2 separate regions of the Capra hircus genome follow, and region 2 is linked to region 1. A link is a contact called in public Hi-C data. All regions are on one chromosome and are shown on one strand. The core of a region is the stretch at or near the end of the contact, and the rest is flanking DNA. Distances in the headings are between cores, read along the strand shown.

Region 1 (6,246 bases), core at 2,161-4,660:
AAGAGAGAAAGATGACAATCAAAAGAAGCAGGTAGCTGTAAACCAGGGGCAGCCCAGTCTGGGCCGCTGGGAATTTGACTCTCCCACAAAAGATACAGAAATATAAAGCACCCAAAACTGTAGTACCCACTCCCCGAAACCGACTTTTGAGTTCTTCTGGTTCAACACTCTCCTTTTACAAATGTTCTGAGCCCCAGAAGGAACAAAAATGTCTCTAAGATGCCCAGAGAGTCAGCAGAAGAGCCATGCACGGAGGGATGGCAAGCTGGGGAGGAGTCGCGCAGGTGGGCCAGGGCAGTGGTTTATGTTTCCTGTTCTCCGCCGTCCAGAGGGAGAGGGCCTGCCCTCCTCTGTCCCCTCGGCCACAGCGGGGGAAAATGGCAGACTGAGAAGAGGGTCACTGGGCAAGAAGGGACAGGGAGGGGCAGGGGACTGACTTGTTCCTGCCCATGCCCTGCACTAGGCACTTCACTTAACCCAGCACAGACTCAATACTCATCCGTCCTGTGAGGGTTATCCTCATTTCACAGGTGAGGGCACAGAAGCCCCCGGCCCCTGAAGAGCTGACAGGGCTCCAATCTGTGTGATTCCAAAAAGCTGCACCGCGCTTCTGCCTGGGAATTGAAAGGCCTGGATTTGGGACCAAAACTAAGTGGCTGTAACCTTGGGCAACGGAGAAGGCAATGGCACCCCACTCCAGTACTCTTGCCTGGAAAATCCCATGGATGGAGGAGCCCGGAAGGCTGCAGTCCATATGGTCACGAGGAGTCGGACACGACTGAGCAACTTCACTTTTTCACTTTCATGCATTGGAGAAGGAAATGGCAACCCACTCCAGTGTTCTTGCCTGGAGAATCCCAGGGACCGGGGAGCCTGGTGGGCTACCATCTGTGGGGTGGCACAGAGTTGGACATGACTGAAGCAACTTAGCAGCAGCAGCAGCGGCAGCAACCTTGGGCAATCCTTTCTCTCCAGCCTCAAGCTCTTCCTCTAAATAAGGAGGGTAGGCACTGGTCACTGAGGGCCCTTCCAGCTGGAGCTGACATTCTTAGAATTCTGAACAACCACCTTCCCCAGCTGAGTCAGGAGGAAGGCCTGGCAGACACCCTGCAGCTCTCATCTGGCCTTCCTGCCCCCAGAGCCCTGGGCAGCCATGCCCAGGGAGAGTCCCTCATCCTGGCCTGGCCAGGCAGCACAATGCTGCCTCCTCTCCCTTCCAGGGTGGTGCCCATCCCCCCACACCTCCAGCCCAGGGAGCCCGGGCCTCAGCCCCCATCACTCTCTGGGGCAAATCTCAACAGTCTGGGGAAGCAAAACTAAACAATGAATTAAGCCCTTCAATTTCCCCCAGATCTTCAAGGCTGTTGGGAGCCCACAGGTGAAGATTTAGATCAGGGCTTCTCCAACTAAACAAAAAAGGTTTTAAGAACTTAATTTTTTATAAAATTAAATATACTCGATAGTGGTAATGGTTACAGAACATAGTAAATGTTCTTAATGCCACTGCAATGTACACTTAAAATGATTACTATGGTACATTTTATGTTATGTATATTTTACAATAAAAATTTTTTGATGAAATAAAAAAAAAAAGAAAAATGCTGGCCTCAACTTGGATAGTCTTCAACAGATCTTGTAAGGCTGTTATAGAAGTTCCTAAATGCTTACTTTCAATTTCTGTTCTTATCTCATTGCAGACAGGTAACGTTTTATGGACTGGTAGCAATCCCAGGGCTGCTCTTTGATAGAACTGATTCAGGCTGCTCAGAGGTGGACTCTGGTTTTGCAGTCTCTCAGACATTCCAGAAGGAACAACATTTCTGAACCCACTGCTCCTCAAGCAGAAACTTCTGGATACCAAGCCAGTCAACCCCAAGCAGCCCCAGGCCACTGATGTGACTTATGCCTGGACCCCTCCTTCCACCCTAGTCTGTCTCGCAGGGTCTTCTTGATGTGCATTACAGATAAAGTGTGCCTGCTGGTGGCCCCTGATGGGCATAGGGAATTGTGAGGTAGGGGGAGGAGTGGGCGGAACTGCACGAGAGGAGTGAAGTTGTGCCCTCTTTGCTTCTAACCCCTATAGCAAACTTGGCCCAAGCGCCACCTGCTACGGGAAGTCATCCTGGGCTCACAGCAGAACCGAGGAGCCGCCAGCTGTGTCCCTGCATCGTAGCACAGTCCCCCTGCATGTATTCTCATTGAATGGTTGACATGGAAAATCTGAAAGTGGTGCCTACTCCTCTGGGTGGGGTGGGCCTTGGTTTGAGGGCTTGGCTAGATTTCAGGTCTTGGTTAGGTGCTCCTGTCCAGGGTATAGTCTGCACAGCTCTGAGCAGCTCAGCTGCCTTGATGGTTGGGAGTCTGGGCACATTTCCACCAGGCTGTGGGGACTGCAGAGTGGGACCTGCGTTTGGAGTGTTGTGTCAGAGTACAGGGGTCTGCTTGGCGGAGCAAAAGAAAACATTGTGGGTTTTTGAAACATCTGGACACCTGGGCTCCAATTTTAGAAAGTCTACCTGCAAAGGTCTGATGAGCGTCCTGAGTCTCTGCATTTTGAAAAAGTGCCATGTGACTCTGATGCCCAGTTGGTGTCTGGCCCGTGAGAGGTGCCAGCGAGTGGTTTGGTGGCCATGATCACAGTGCTGCGGCACGTCTGAAGAAGGAACACAGGGACCTCCAGCCTGGAGGACGTTAGAAGGGAGTGTCACTTTTATCTATCCTTTTGTACCAGGTGGACTTTTGACTTAAAAATCTGATGAACTGATAAAATGGCTATCATTTATGTCAAGAACTGCAGGGACTTCCCTGCTGTCCAGTGGTTAAGATTCTGTGCTTCCAATGCGTGGGCACAGGTTCAATCCCTGGTTGGGGAACTAAGCTCCCATATGCCACGGTGGCCAAAAGAAAACCCTGCAAACTCGCCTGAATGTGTATCTGAGGCCTGCGATCCGTAAGGACGTAAGTGGGCGGGCCAGAGGCACAGAGGCTGTAGTGTGCAAGTGCGCCTCAAGGGGGCAGCAGCTGCTCAGAGCGCGCTGATCGCCTCTGGGTGGGACTGAGAGCACAGACAGGGTTGCAGGATTTTCTGAGTTTTGAAGATAAGTCTGAAATCACATTTTCAACTGTAATTAATTGTCAACTAATTTTTAAAAATTTAAAGCACAGCACAGAATGAAGCCAACAAGCCTGTGGACTGACTCTGGCTGCAGGCCAGCAGTTGGTGCACTCAAATCTTGAATCTGAGAAGGATGTTAAGGACTGGGCACCTTCAAGGCCCGTCTGCAAAGCCAGGACAGAGCCAGCCTTTGTTTCTAGAAAATCGGGTTGACTCCCCACAGGTCCACACAGGATAGGAACAACTCAGGTGCCCAGAGGAGTCACCACCCACTCATAGTCATGTAATTCAGCACACATTAAGCTCCCACCACGTGCCAGGCTCAGTGCTGGAGACCCAGTGACGTGACAGGCACAGCTCCTGCTCTGGGGGAATGCTTCCTTCTAACTGGAGACACATGGTTGAAACGAATAATCACGATAATGAATTCATTGTGAAACATGAGGAGCTGCAGTATAGCACAAGGTTGGGGTTGGATTCCTGATTCCACCCTTGGTCAGCTGTCACTTCCGGCAAATACCCTAATCTGTCTCAGTGGCCTCCTTTCCTACCTGTGAAATGGGCATGATAATGTCATAGGGTTGTCTTGGGGATCCCCTGAGATCATGCAAATAATTATTAGTCACGGCCACGAAGTAGAGAGAGCTATAAAGAACACGTAAGAGGGAGCCTAGGCTTCTCAGAGAACCCCATCAAGCCCCTCACCAATCCCAGAAGCTTCTCCCCCGATAGGTGTGAGGCCACAGGTTGGAAGTCTGGGCCCAGGGACCGCTGCACCCCCAGGGCTCAGTCCCCCGTATGCTCTCCATTCTGCTGTGGCAGCCATGGGCATCTGGGTAATCTCCCGCACTTGCCCGTGGTAGGATTTGGTGCCCAAGGAAGGTACTGCCCTTGATCTCACTGGGAGAAGCCCGGGCCTTTCCCACCATTGGCCAGAGCCCCTCCCACCGAGACTGCCGCATCTCAGAGCTCATCAAATTCTACAATTAAGTATTACAAATCTGGGTGCCTGTATAAAACGAGTCAGAAAGCCTTCCTTGTGCCACCAAAGCGCAGAATGCTAGCTTCCACTGGCAGGGACCTCAGCCACTGGGACACTGTGGCCCTTCTACTTGACCTGGGCAAAGAGGGAGGAAGGCCGAAGGCAAGAGACTCAAGTACCAGTAATGCTTCTGGTGCCTTCAAGGTCAGCTCAGTGGAGGAACCCTCAATGGCCAAGATAGGATCCCTGATCTAATCAGGTAGAGAAGACCTGGAATTACGCTTGAACGTGGAAGGCGATTTCCAGGGTACCTAACCCAACCTCCCATTCAAAGCGAGAAGCTCCTAAGGAGCCTGGCCTTATCTTCTTGTTCACAAGCAAATCACTTTCAACAGTGATTCAGAAACCCAACTAACAGTAAGGTGGCCAAGCGGTTATCTGGGAGGACAAAGCAGTGCTAACACATCACTGGAAATCAAAACTCTTCATGGGGAGGATAACACAGATGCAAGCAACACCTTTATAAAGGGCTGGCGGGTGGGGCTAAGTCTTTCTTCCTTAGAGTAACAGAAGATCGTCACTCATGGCCTTTTTGAGGGCGGCAGCACTGGCTGAATCTGGGGCAGAGGGGACGCCGAAATGCCAGAGCAGCCCCCTTCCCAGGAAGGGCCTGGACTCAGTGCCCCAGTTAGACCCTGACCAGCTGAGACCTGTGGGCGTTACTTTGCCCTCCTAGACCTGTTTACTTCTCTGTCCTGTAGCAGCAGCCACCTCACACGTTTGGACCTGAGGAGACAACGTCACAACGCCCAAAAGGAACTGCTCACCCTACAGTAGCCTCAGACCGGCAACACCACTCCCCAGCCAGCCCTGGAGTGGTTTATTTCTCCTCCTGCTGCCCACCGTCAGCAGAAAGTCTCCCAGTTCCTTGGTGCGGTGTCTCCAGAGCCCAGTGGCGCCATCCAGCTCAGAGGCTCATCACCTCACCCCCGTGGCGCTTCCACAGCCTCCCAGTGTGGTCTCCATCACCTTCCCTTTCCAATTCACCCTGCCCCACGCCTCCATTCTCTCCCTCAGGATGGCTTTGTTCACTGAACACTCCTGTTCTGTGTTCTGAAGCCCCCACTGCTCAGGATAAAGGGAATAGAGAGGGGATCTCTGAGAGCCTGCCGTAAGCCAGTAACCATGGCAGGGCCTCATAAACTACATGTTAACAACCTACTCACCAGAGACATATTAACGTCCTTTGTTAACAGAACGTTATTGACCAGTGTTTCAAAATTCACTTACATAACAAATCGCCGATTAGTTTCTGCAAAAACCTCCCAGTCAGTGAAGTGTTATCAAGTCCATATCTGATTTCTCAGAGGACTGGCTCAAGTCTTCTCTCCTCTATTAAGCTTCCCAGACCACCGAATCCTGTGGTTACACCCTCTACTGAAACACACTTGGACGAGTACAAGCATGGGACTGAGGCCATATTTTCATCAAGGCGTTCCACAACCCTCCACCCGCTTTAGGCATAAACACAAGATGCACAGGGACCCCATTTCATCTTTGCGTTGCTAGCACATAGCTCAAAGTTGGGCACATACTAGCTATTTGTTAAATGTGGATTTAAGGGCTTTCTTCCCATCCCTCAAGCCCCTCCTTTCTGCTGAGGCCAATCACCACATCCAAGTACAAAAGCCTCAAGAGGAAGGGATGCACCTCATTCTCCACTCAAGTCAAAGGAAACAGAGTGTGCTCTACAGCGACAGCCCCCAGGCTGCAGTCAAACCATTTCTGACCTCTGACAGAGGAACCACCGGGAGAGGCTGGCCTGGCTCACTCTGAGTCCTCTGGCCCAGGACTCTGGACAATCCCCAGGAGCTCCTGGACACCCACTCCTCCTTTCCTCCAAGTTGTGCACATATGTGTACGCTCAGTTGCTCAGTCATGCCCAACTCTTTGAGACCCCCAGAGGACAGGTTCCTCTGTCCATGGGATTCTCCAGGCGGGAATACTGGAGAGGGTTGCCATTTCCTCCTCCAGGGGATTGAACCTGAGTCTCCTGCATTGGCAGGTGGATTCTTTACCACTAAGCCATCTGGGAAGCCCTCTTTCCAAGTCACAGGCAAAGAATTTGAATGGCAATTATTTAACCTAA
Region 2 (5,903 bases), core at 2,497-4,996, 100 kb after region 1:
GTGACCAGAATGCTGCTAGCTTATAGGAAGAGATGCAAGTCTTAATCCAAAAACAGAACACTGCATGAGACAGGAAACAGGACAAGGGCACTTGAAAATGCCTATAACAGAAGGGCAGCAGAACTCTCTGGTAATCCTGGAAAGTTTCTGGGAAGGCCATCAACTAAATTGAGTGAGGCTAACATGAAAACAGATCTGCATTCTCTGGGCTCATATTGACTGATGCCCAAGTAGAATGGAGAGATGGGAAAATCCAGCCTAACTTACAAATTTTTGCCTAAGAAACATCCACAGAGCATCCAGTGTCATATCTAATAAATGCCAAGGAATTCTCCAAGGAACTCAGTCCAGGTGTCTCTACCTACTTTGGTTCACCTTATCTAAACAATTTGAGGTGATGTCTACCTAAAAGCCTCTCTACCCACCCAAACCTGCCCCACCCATCAAAGCCTAGTGAAATCTCTGGTACTCTGTAAAGCTTCTCAAGTCCTTCCAATCTTCCCTCTTCTCCACTCGAGTATGTATGCATCACTCACCTGATAACCAATCACAGGCTGCCTCAGGATGGCTCTTGAATTAGTACCTACTCTAGCAGTGGAAACAGTGACCAATTTTATTTTCTTGGGCTCCAAAATCACTTCAGATGGTGACTGCAGTCATGGAATTAAAAGACACTTACTCATCAGAAGAAAGCTATGACAAACCTAGATAGTGTATTAAAAAGCAAAGGCATCACTTTGCCAACAAAGGTCCATATAGTCAAAGCTATGGTTTTCCTGGTAGTCATGTACGGATGTACGAGTTGGATCATAAAAAAGGCTAAGCACCAAAGAATTGATGCTTTCAAATTGTGGAGCTGGAGAAGACTCTTGAGAGTCCCTTGGACTGCAAGGAGATCAAACTAGTCAATCCTAAAGGAAATCCACCATGAATATCCATTGGAAGGACTGATGCTGAAGCTCCAATACTTTGGCCACCTGATGTAAAAAGCTGATTCATTGGAAAAGACTCTGATGCTGGGAAAGATTTGAGGGCAGGAGGAGAAGGGGGTGACAGAGGATGAGATGGTTGGATGGCATCACCAACTCAATGGACACGAGTTTGTGCAAACTCCAGGAAATAGTGAAGGACAGGGACGCCCGGCATGTTTCAGTCCATGGGGTTGCACAGAGTCAGACACGACTCAGCGCTCAACAACAACTAGCAGTTTTCAATCAGTGACTTGCCTCCAAGAAGTGGTCCAAGTAGAATCTAGATCAGAGGTTCCTGAATCTATTATTTCACAATCACCTGGAAAACTTTTCAAAAACAAAGCTTTTAGAGCCCCATTGCCAGAGATCAATTAGTTTATAAAGCTTCCCAAGCTTTCTGACCCCCAAGGTTCGAGAACCTCTGGTCCAGATGGTACCCAGGATTTCTCTTTTTTTCAGACATGGGCATACAATAAACATTTACTGAGTGGATATGGTATTCTAGCCCACCATTTTCATATTAATGAAAAGATAATGATTATGATATCACGTGGTTTAATCCCCATGGCCACCTAGAAGCATGTTCCTGCCAGTTCCTGGCTTAATGTAGTGGTTTGCATAGAACTGGTCTCAGTAACCAATTGATCCAATGAATGCTATTTAATTTTTCACACACTTACGCCTTATCTCTTCAGATATGCTACAGAGGTAGAATGTGTTTTACATTTCTTTGGAGGATAAACCATCTATCCTCATGCTTTCCCCACACAGAGGGACCCCATAAATGCTTCCTTTATTTGGCTTTGATTTAAACCCTCTCAATTCTTTAATCAATGTCTTTTTGATCTAAAAATTAGACTACATGGTATAGTGGGAAAAGAAAGGCTTTGGTGACAGTCTGAATTCCACCTCCACCATTTAACTGGCTGTTTAACCTTGAGCAAGTTCCTTCAATTCTAAGCCTCTGATAATTTTTCCACATGATAGAAATAACAGTCACTCATGAAATTGCTGATGAGGATTAAATGAAAGTATATGAAACACCTAACATATAGAAGGCACAATAACCATAACTAGCTACATGATCTCTTAGCCTAAGTTCCTTGTGAGTAAAATGAGGACACTTCATAAGTGAAATTTAGTAACAAAAGCAATATTGCCTAGGGTCTGGGGCATTTTAAGTGCTCATAAAAATGTTAGGAATTAATTAACAATTTTATGTCTCTTTTTCTTTATACCCAGCCAAGCTTTTCGGAGAAGGCAATGGCACCCCACTCCAGTACTCTTACTGGAAAATCCCATGGGCAGAGGAGCCTGGTAGGCTGCAGTCCATGGGGTCGCTAAGAGTCAGATACAACTGAGCGACTTCACTTTCACTTTTCACTTTCATGCATTGGAGAAGGAAATGGCAACCCACTCCAGTATTCTTGCCTGGAGAATCCCATGGGTGGGGAAGTCTGGTGGGCTGCCGTCTATGGGGTCAGACAGAGTCGGATAGGACTGAAGCGACTTAGCAGCAGCAGCCAAGCTTTTTTCTTTTGCGGGGGTGGGGGGGGGCGGGATTTGTGGTTTTCTGGATTAAATCCTTTGACAAAATGGTTTCTTTCCTTTCAGTCTTATCAGGTCTGAGACACCTATTTCAAAATCAGTCCCAGGTCTCCTGCATTGCAGGCAGATTCTTTATCGTCTGAGCCACCAGGGAAGCCCTTATATAGGCCCAGAAGATCCCAAAGGGAACAGAGAGGGCTTACATTGCAGCTGTCCATCTCCTGCTCGGGCCCTGATTTCAGTGAGCAGGGACCACCCTTCTGCCAGCTGTGTGGACTTTTCATCCCTGGCTATTTCAGGACATAGTCCAAGATAAGCACTTCTCTGGGGCTTCCTTTCAGACAAAGCTCTCATTAGTCTGTGATCTCTGGGGAAGTGAGGAAATATCCTGTTCTTAGAGGATGGAGACACCAGGCACTCAAGGGGCAGGTTTGAGCAACAGAGGGGCAGCGCTATAAAAGGAGCCAAGATGAGAGTATTTCAGAGCATTAATAATTACAGTAAAAATAATCTCTCTCGCTTGTGGAGGCTTTACAGTTTACAAAGTACTTTCACACATATTAGCTTATTGGCTCCAGAACATAGCCTCAAGCTAAGACGGAGAGCAACTGTCATCTCCCCTTCGTAGATGAAGAGAGTGAGTCCCAGAGAGGGGGTGTGATCTGCCCAAGGTCACACAGCAAAGGAGTTGCAGAGCTGCAATAATAAAACCCAACTCTGCTGAACTCCAGTTCTGAGCAACTCCGTGGGTTGGGAAGAAGGAATGGTGACCCTTGTTCCATCAGCATGAAAACCAGGAAAGTGAGGCTAAGAGTGAAGCACATAGAAGGTGCGGAACATAAAGAAGCCCAGGTTTCAGAGGGGGTGTGCCGAGAGCTCACGGTGGGGCTTCGGGGGCGCCAGGAGTGACAATGCAAGATGACAGCCGGAGAGTAAAGGGTGCGGGTGGATACTGGAGGTGTCTCAACAGGAAACAGAAAAGGTGAAAGACAATGGGGAGCTCCTGGGATTGAGACGAGGCGCCCCCAAACAGGGCTGGAATGTGACAAAATCCGCAGACACCTCAGTTCAGAACAGAGGCTTTCTCCAGACTTACCGAATCACGTTGATCCCTCAGAAGCAGCCCAGACGGTCAACTCGACGGAAACAAGAAACTGTCCAGGAGCTGGTGGCCCCTTGGTAATTGTAGTTTCCAGAACGCGACATTAGCACTTAAAAGCATGTCCCGCCTCTGTCCAGAACTATAATTCCCGAGGTGCATCGCGAAGAGTGCCCATAAGATCCCAAGACTACAATTCCCAGAGTTCTACACGGCCCCTCTTCGTTGTGGGAAACCTGCCGAAGTTCGGGATGAAGTACGATTCCTCCCCCTGGTGGTCGAAGAGCCGCCACCAGGATGACAAAGCCCGAGCGGAGGGTTACTGTTTATAGTCCCGGCTAGTAACCCTCCGCCGCACCGTTCCTCAAATAATTCCTGGGTGTGCCTGGAGATAGACAGGGATTAGCTTTATTCACAGGGGAGCTGAGGAGATCTGAGCTTATTTTGTGTCCTTTACGAACCTGTACCTGTTGACACGTGTGATAAATTCAGTTGTCCTTCCGAAACTCCTATCCAAGAACTGAGAGAAAACTGAGAGATTCCTCCCTGTCCCTCTGTCCCTAGCCCCTCCTCCCTCCACCCTCACTTTGCTGGCTCTGTGCTGGTTCTCAGAGACACCCTGGTGAACGAGTTGTGTTGCTAACCTCAGAAGAATTCACAGCCCAGCGGAGGATCCCGACAAAGGAAGAATTACACAGCGATAGTTGCTCTAATGGGGAAAGCCCAAAGGGTTATGGGAGCCTTCTTGAAAGGGCTAATCTGCCCAGGCTTGGGGGAAATAGGACAGTGTCTTCAAGGCTTCGTAGAGATCTTAGAGAAATGTTAAAATTGAGAACTGAAGGAATAGGACTTGGCCAGGAATACAGAGTACGAAGAATATTTAACACTCTGGCTGGAGCAGAGTGTGAGGAATGGAGTCTCAGGAGTCTGGTAAACTTCATAAGAAAATTGGATCAACCAAGCAACTTAAAAACTTTTAAAGACTTCCTACTCCTTGCTGAATGAGGTCCCAGCTTCTTAGCTTGACATTCTAGGTCCTCCCTAACTTGCCCCAAACCACCAATTATTCTGAAGTGTTGCTCATGGTTTTTATTTTTGTTTTTCTGACAGAAATTGCCCTTCTGCCTTGCCCCCAGCTACGTTCACCCAGTCTCAAGATGTTGTAGGTTCTCATTGTTCCCCCCACACTTTTATTCACGCTCTTCTCTCCACCAAACACTCTGCCCTGCTTTGTGTCTGTCGAATCCCGTTCTTCCTTGACAATTCCTCTCGATCCTCCCTCTCCACGAAGCCTCCCTGATTCCCCTCCAGTCCAAACAACTTCTGCCCCCTCTCAGTTGCTGGGATATTTGTGTGCACCTCTCATTTGGGGCCTTACCTCACACTGCCCTGTGCCATCTCGGTGGGAGGTCTTAACTCTCCATTAAACTGTGAGTTTTTTGAGGTCAGGTGATGAGTCCTACAGCTGATCCCTCCTCCCTCCCAACCACATACCCTCAAATTGCCAGTGTCCAGATTCCATGCTTCAGGCTTCTTTAGACCCTCCTCTCCTCCTGACACACCGTCACCACCACCATCCTTCCAGGAACCAAAATAAAGTCATCAGGGGAGAGTGATTGTAGCACCACACTGTGGTAATCAAGCCACAGTAATTAAAGCTGTGGTTGGTGGCGGTGATGGCAGAACATAAAAACCTTAGTGCACATCAGAGATGGTTCTCTTTGGCTAATTAATTAGTGCTCTGCAGCTGGCACAGAACACATGACTAATCAGAGTCCCTAGTTAGGAGAGGGGCCACTGCAGTTGGTTTCTCTGTCTCCGACTCCCAGACTAGGCCATGCTGGGGACATCTGCTGGCCAACTAAGTTTTAAACTTCCCAGGAAGAGGAATCTCACAGCCTCCTTTGTCAATGTTAGGAAGATCTTCTTTGGGCCCAAACTCCTGTTGCAAAATAAAATACTTGAGTTCAAATGCATTTCCTTCCAGTCTAGTCTTTTTGGAGATAACAACCCAAATGCAACGGTTTTTAACAAGTGGTTAATTTCCCAGGCTTTCACTATAGATCCCATCGTCCAGTTGTCCAAGGATCTCTTCTGGTTGACTACCATCCCATTCCAGCCTTTACCTTGTTGCTGAATTACTTTATTCATTTTTAAACATTTGTTTGTTTATTTGGCTGTTCCAGGTCTTAATTGCAGCACTCGGGATCTTTGATCTTCATTGCAGCGTGCTGATTCCTTGGTTGTGGCATATTTAGTTGCAGCGTGCAAACTCTTAGTTGAGG

What was found. Hi-C and Micro-C count contacts between places; a contact is called where the count stands out from the background.
Region 2: a Hi-C map of blood shows a contact between it and region 1, with 4 times the contacts expected there. The contact joins the promoter of PAFAH2 here to the enhancer-like site in region 1. A contact is called at or near these places in 3 of 5 Hi-C or Micro-C datasets (blood and liver).

The regions. Positions count from the first base shown.
Region 1 is chr2:8,761,436-8,767,681 of ARS1.2, forward strand. No RefSeq gene overlaps it. Among named protein-coding and RNA genes, the nearest start is that of PAQR7, 27 kb to the left of the region's middle. Within about 2 kb of position 3,411, at least 1 of the 5 cell types and tissues checked has an H3K27ac peak or open chromatin away from gene starts, as enhancers often do.
Region 2 is chr2:8,861,692-8,867,594 of ARS1.2, forward strand. PAFAH2 (platelet-activating factor acetylhydrolase 2, cytoplasmic) reads right to left here and starts at 3,747. Exons shown (of 11, transcript XM_005676826.3): 1 at 3,616-3,747.